Regions from separate parts of the Danio rerio genome. Here region 2 is linked to region 1. The links are chromatin contacts, called in public Hi-C maps. All regions are on one chromosome and are shown on one strand. The core of a region is the stretch at or near the end of the contact, and the rest is flanking DNA. Distances in the headings are between cores, read along the strand shown.

Region 1 (3,234 bases), core at 326-2,825:
TTTTGGGCTCATGTCAATATAATGCCTTAATTTTTTTGTGATCTTAATCAGTTTAGTAAAGTAGAACAGGTTTTCCATAAAGAATTTTTTTTGTTAACTGCCTTGCTTCTTGCCTGTGCTAATGACTTGTTTAATGGATTTAAGGTTATTTTATGAGCCGGTGACAACACCCTGTGGGCACACCTTCTGCAAAAACTGCATTGAGAGAAGTCTGGACCATAATCTACGCTGTCCACTCTGCAAACAACCACTGCAGGAGGTACTACTGTTGATAATATGCACGTTTCTAATACATAAAATAATAATAATAAAATGCCCCATTATGCTGTTTTCAGATATTACATTTTAGCATACAGTAAACATATTTGTGAATGTCTAAATTTCAAGTCAAAATCAAAGTCTCTGTGACCAGATGTCCCTGTCTCTGTGACAGAGTCCTGTATTCAACCTATATTTACAGTGTCCTGAGTTTTAAACAAAATTATTCCACATTTGCCAAACAATTCTTCACTTGTTGCAGACTTGTTTGCATGTAAAAAATTGCTAATTTCTTGCCAATCATGTCATGTAAAAAAAATTACCATTCACCCACAATTCAATTTCATATTGAGCAAGTGAAGTTCACGTTGAATTTAGTGAAGTTGGAACCTTTGCCATTTGTTCTTTGGCCAGCAAGTGATTTACTGAAGTTATATCAATATAAAAGCAAGAATGAACACCCGGTATGCTGAAAGAAACAGTGCAAGCTTCTGAACTATATTGCACCTCAAAAAATTGCTCAAAGTGTCTCAGGTGCTGTTTACACATGCGTTTTTGTTTTAAAATGCATAGGATTTGTTCCGGTTATACCTTACATCCACACCACTCCTCAGTCCATGAAAACTGAACATTTTTAAAACACTAAAGAACCAGTTTTAGCTTGTAAATGCTGGTGTTCTGTTTAAGCATAGATGGACTGAAAGGCAGACTATTGAAAATGAAGGCATGGCTGTCCACAATTGCTCTGATTCGTCTCATATGACCATTACACAATTGGTTGTGCAAGGAAGAAAATGCATGCAAAATATATGCATGCCTTATTCTAAAATACTATTTAAAGTGAAAAAGCACTAAAGCAAACAAGGTGACACTCAAAAAAAGACATTTGCTGTTTGTTCAAGCTACTTATTTCAATTGAGCCGAAATAAAACAATTAAGATGTCTCCCAAATTTTTTTTATGTTTAATCTACTTAAATTTGTAAAAGCTAAGAAGTAACTTAATTCTTTCATCGATTGTTTGGACCCAGCATTTTTTACATAGTAATTCATGGAACAACGTCAATGTAACATTTTGTAAACTACATGTGCACATAATATGTTCTGTGGCATTAGGATAGACATTCAGTATCCAAAACTTGACTGCCCATCCCATATTCCACTTTAAGAAAATAGTTACTCTAAGGACAAAACAGTTCTGGCCTGCCTGAAGTGATGGATTTAATCTTGGATATGTAAACACAACCCTTTAAAACATTACAACAAGGGAACAATTTAAAAGTTACATAATTTACACCTACAGGTTAAGCCTTAGTAGCATGATCCTTCTAATTCAACTCAATCACAAATAAGTGACACTAAATAAACAAATAAAACAGCAAACCACATTACATTTTCTCACCAACTATCTTCCTGTTTCCAGTATTTTAAGAACAGGAAGTACAACCCCACGGTGCTGCTGCAGGAGATCATGTCTCGCCTCTTCCCTCAGCAGTTGGCAGAGAGGAAACAGGTGCACGAAGCGGAGATGGCAGAGCTCTCAAAGTGAGTGCCTTCCTCAGCGATAACGAAAACTGAATATTGCAAATCACGTTTTGCAATCAGCCGAATTTCCATTGCTGATGAGAACTGGAAGAGCTGTGGTATTTGCAGTCTTAACATTTGCAAAAACTTAACAGTCCAAAAGACCTTTGATTTACTGTGTGAAGTTTTGCAAAAGTTGAATTATTATTAAGTTGCTCATGTTTTATCTTTAGTTTGACCAAGGATATCCCGATATTTGTGTGCACGGTGGCATACCCTGGCATCCCATGCCCGCTGCACATCTTTGAGCCTCGTTACCGTCTGATGATGCGCAGATGTATGGAGACGGGAACAAAGAAGTTCGGCATGTGCAGCTATGAGCATGGCAAAGGGTAAAATGATCTTTCATTTTAAGGATATGCTAGCTTCTGCAGCCTTACTGGTGTTATAAAATGTTTTAGGCTTTTAGGTCTTAAACTGTTTATATAATCTAGGGGTTGAACGACTTTAGATTTTTGGAAGTCGACTTTTATGTTATCAATGTCGAGTTAACGTCAAGACGCAAGTGCAACATGCCACAATTTGCGATGTATTTGCAGGAAAATATATATACACATGCAGCTTGACAGCCCATAACAAGTTGCAAAAACATTGCAACATTACCAATGACTAGGACCAGACGGAATCTGCGGACATTTTTTGCATTTCTGTGCAGAGTTTTGTTAAAAATCTGCAGATTTATGCGGAATAATTTTAGGAGTATCATAACTGAAACCTTAATTTATGAAGTAAAAAGTAATACCTTTTAACTTGTATTTGATGTTCACAATGCAAATCTAATTAGATGCACCTTATTTGGTAAACAAAGCAAGTCTCTCATATAATATATCTACTAAAAGACTGAAAATATTACTTTACAAACTATATTGTGAATAAATCATACAAATATTTTCATATTAGTCAATGATATTACAGAAATGTATTTAAAAACTGAATACTTATAAATTACACACATTAACTCAAGTAAAACAGAATCAATGATGGGCTAAAAATCTGCGAATTCTCTCAGTAATTGCTCAGCTTCTGTGTGGGCCTATCAATAACTAATTTTAGTACAAAATAAATGCACGGTCAACACTTTCATTTCGCTACTAATGCAACATTAGCACACATTTTACTGCTAAGTAAATGCAGTCAGCAATACATTGATCACTGCCTGTTCTAGTAAGAATGTAACAATAACAGATATTTTAGTGCAGAAGTATTACATACGTCGTCAGCACACAGATTCATGTGAAGTTATTTCATAACGCACAAAAGACTATAACATTAAGCCTAATTACACTATCAGAGACTTGCTCAGATGCATATTTTATCGTTATGATAGTGCTCTATAGAAAGCTGCTTAAGTCAGTTATTGAAATTTTTCAGTTGCTGGCTCATCTTGGTTATCA
Region 2 (3,234 bases), core at 366-2,865, 420 kb after region 1:
TCACTGCTTCAAGCATTTGTGTGTGGAGTTTGCATGTTCTCTCAGTGTCCGCAGGGGTTTTCTCTGGTTGCTCCATATCCCCCTAACAGTCCAAAGACATGCAGCTATATGTGAATTAAATAAAATAAATTGGCCAAAGCATATATGTGTGAATGAGTGTGTATGGTTGTTTTCCAGTACTGGGAAGCAGCTGGAAGGTCATCAGCTGTGTAAAACATATGCTGGATAAGTTAGCAGTTCATTCCACTGTGTTGACCCCTGATAAAGGAACTAAGCTGAAGGAAAATGAATGAAGGAATATAAAAAACAATATGGTTCATATCCCTCAAACACACAGAAATAAACGGACCTTCTTATATAGTCACCAATGGAAACTGGATGTCATCTGGTGGTGATTTTTGGTACTGCATTCAAACAAAATAATACTGTAAGCTAATTTTTGGAGATTTTAACTTCAAATTTGGATAATAATTTGTTCAGATATTTAGCTTCAATTTTGGCCTGAAAGTGGATTTGTAAAATACATATTGTATGAAATAAATTAAAATACACAGCCACTCCACCCTGAGCACGCCCAATCACATCCGATCTTGGAACCGAAGCAGGACCTCTGAAGTAGAGACTAAGCCGAAGGAAAATGAATGAATGAATGAATGAATGAATGAATGATTATTAAAATACACATTTACTGTTGTATTAACAATTTATAAAGGCAAAACTTGTCTTATTTAATACTATCATTTGATTATGAGTATTTTAAAATAATTACAAGTACTTAATTTTTTAAATCTTGGCATAATTCAAATTACGTTTAATCATTTCTGTTAATTATTATCAATAAAGTATACAACTTAAAGCCTCTGTGCAAATTAACAAAGACTTATGCAATATATAAACCAATAACCATAACTCTACACACATGCATAAACACATACTGAAAAAAAAATTTATTTGTGTTGAATTTAAACAAACAAATTAAGTTGAACATTATTAAACTTTATTTGTTTGTTTAAATTCAACACAAATAAATTGTTTGCAACAGATCTGCATGCAACACTTTTTTCAAGCCAGTAATTCTTAATTCATAAATCCTCTGCTGAATGGTCATAAAAAAATTAATATGTCAGCAAAAATAGTGTAAACATTCATCGGCAGTTTAGTGAGCAGCATTAGATTTGCAACAGAAAAAAATAACGTAAATAGGTCTACATAAACAATTCATTCTTTGGTTTGTTTTTACATCGCAACATTACTATGTGGATTTTTATAGAAACACTAGAGAACAACTGACATAACAAAGCCTTCCTCTTTTCCCACATTCGTCTTCAATCTTTATTTAGCGATCTCTTTTTTTTTGCAGACAGGAGCACTTTGACACAGAATATGCCAACGAACCCCACTTTTCACTCCCTGTCTCACTCACTCTCTCTCTCTCTCTGCTTGGTTTATCTGTCTCCCTCTTTCACTACCCTAAAATAAATGAGCAGTGTACACCGATGTTCCAGATAGTAGTTTTTGTCTGAACCTGATAAGGCGCCTTGAGAGTGTGTGTTCTCCATGTACAGGTGTATAGTCTTCCCTGTTCTTCTCTTCTCCCATCCCTCCTCTTTATCTCTGTCTGTGCTCGCAGGCTGGTTAGGCCAGATAAACTCAAATCTGGGTGGAACATGAGGAATGTGTGTCCACTTCTGCAGAAAGAAACTACGCACCACTTGCAGTGTGTCCCACTGGTTTTAAAAAGCAACTATTCGATAAGATCTGCTGCAGTTTCTTTAAAAGCCATGTAACATGCTGTATTTGCAATTAAATGCACTTTTTAAAAAATCCTGGTTGCCTTACATTTTTAAGCTGAATTAAATTAACCTTATGAGTCCATTGAACTTATATTATGTTAAACTGATTCAAAACAGCTTGCGTAATTGATCATTTGATTTTTTTACAGTGTGTATATTTAAGAATTTGAGCTCAATCAACAGCACTTATAAATACTACTTATAAAAATGTGTTTAAACAAATCTGTTATCATTTACTAGGCCTCAAGTTATTCCAAAGCATTGTGTGTGTCTTTCTTCTGCAAAAGATGATATATTGTTAGCAATAAAACAGTTTATGCTAATGGGTTAGTTTTATAGAAAAAAATTAAGTCAGCGGTTGCAAAAAAAAAAAATTGCAAACATCTTTACTGTTTAGAAAAAGTGTTGAGTGATTACATGATGAGAATTTTCATTTTTGGGTAAACTATCCCTGATAGCCAAGAGAGCTCAAACACACTGAAAGCTAGTAAAACACATGCATAAAAAAAATTAGAAAAGATTTTGATTAATTTGATAACACAAGCAAATAAAAGCACAGCATATAGCACAGACCACAAGTATCTAAGAGGACCCCAAAAACTGACAAACCAGGCTACTTCCTATAGAGGTGGCAGTTTATTTAAAGATATTTTGCAATTCGTCAAACTATTAGGGCTAAAATGTATAAATGTAAAAAAAAAAACACCTCTCAGATCACCAAATACAAAACTGACTCTAAACAGGAAGCAGCCCGCTGTTCTACATGCATTTTCTTAACTTGCAGTGCATTGCTTTTTTGCATTTGTTGTAAGTTCATGGTCAAACTGAAATTTTTTCAGTTCGTTAGTATTTTGCTTTTTGCATGTGTTTTCTAGGCCTCGGTCATCAGATTTAAAGAAATTAACCCATTCGCTTATCCTACATTTGTAAAACTATTAATAATGGCCATAAACATTACAGCCCAATTAATAGACTGGTTTTAACCAACGCAATCTCACGGCAATTCGTAACTAACTTCAGCCCTCCAGTGAATTTAATTTCTTTTTTTGAATGATGTTTAACAGAGCAATCAATTTTTTATTTCCTATAATATTTTTTCTTCTAGAGAAAGTGTGGTGGCAAACCACATGGCCACACAAGACTGAGTTTAACAGAGAGTGCAGTGGAGGATGACTGGTGACGCTGTGCTCTGCTGGATTGGCTGACGTGTTTACTGGCAAAGGGCTGATTCGCGTGCGTGTCAAAGATTTATCACTGGACGGTCCCGCATGGCAGAACCAACACGATGTAACGATATGTGGCAGAAAACTAATTTGGAATATGATTTTGATATATTGTTTTATTTAAATGATTTGAGTAATTGTTTCCTTCATTTTGTAAGTGTCTTAATTAGAACTAGTTTGATTAGTAAAGTGGATCCACCATTTGTCTTTAAATACTC

Evidence for each region. Hi-C and Micro-C count contacts between places; a contact is called where the count stands out from the background.
Region 2: a Hi-C map of an unstated tissue shows a contact between it and region 1, with 4 times the contacts expected there. The contact joins two enhancer-like sites. A contact is called at or near these places in 6 of 18 Hi-C or Micro-C datasets (caudal fin, embryo, hematopoietic stem cells and 2 more) and 1 of 4 datasets of contacts at active chromatin or transcription factors (caudal fin).

Annotation. Positions count from the first base shown.
Region 1 is chr14:38,657,451-38,660,684 of GRCz12tu, forward strand. It overlaps lonrf4 (LON peptidase N-terminal domain and ring finger 4), which reads left to right. Exons shown (of 12, transcript XR_011006238.2): 7 at 145-259; 8 at 1,680-1,801; 9 at 2,014-2,172. It also overlaps a transcript of itk not described here. Among named protein-coding and RNA genes, the nearest start is that of lonrf4, 14 kb to the left of the region's middle. Within about 2 kb of position 1,576, at least 5 of the 62 cell types and tissues checked have an H3K27ac peak or open chromatin away from gene starts, as enhancers often do.
Region 2 is chr14:39,077,521-39,080,754 of GRCz12tu, forward strand. It overlaps a transcript of gria1a not described here. Among named protein-coding and RNA genes, the nearest start is that of tmsb2, 12 kb to the right of the region's middle. Within about 2 kb of position 1,616, at least 4 of the 62 cell types and tissues checked have an H3K27ac peak or open chromatin away from gene starts, as enhancers often do.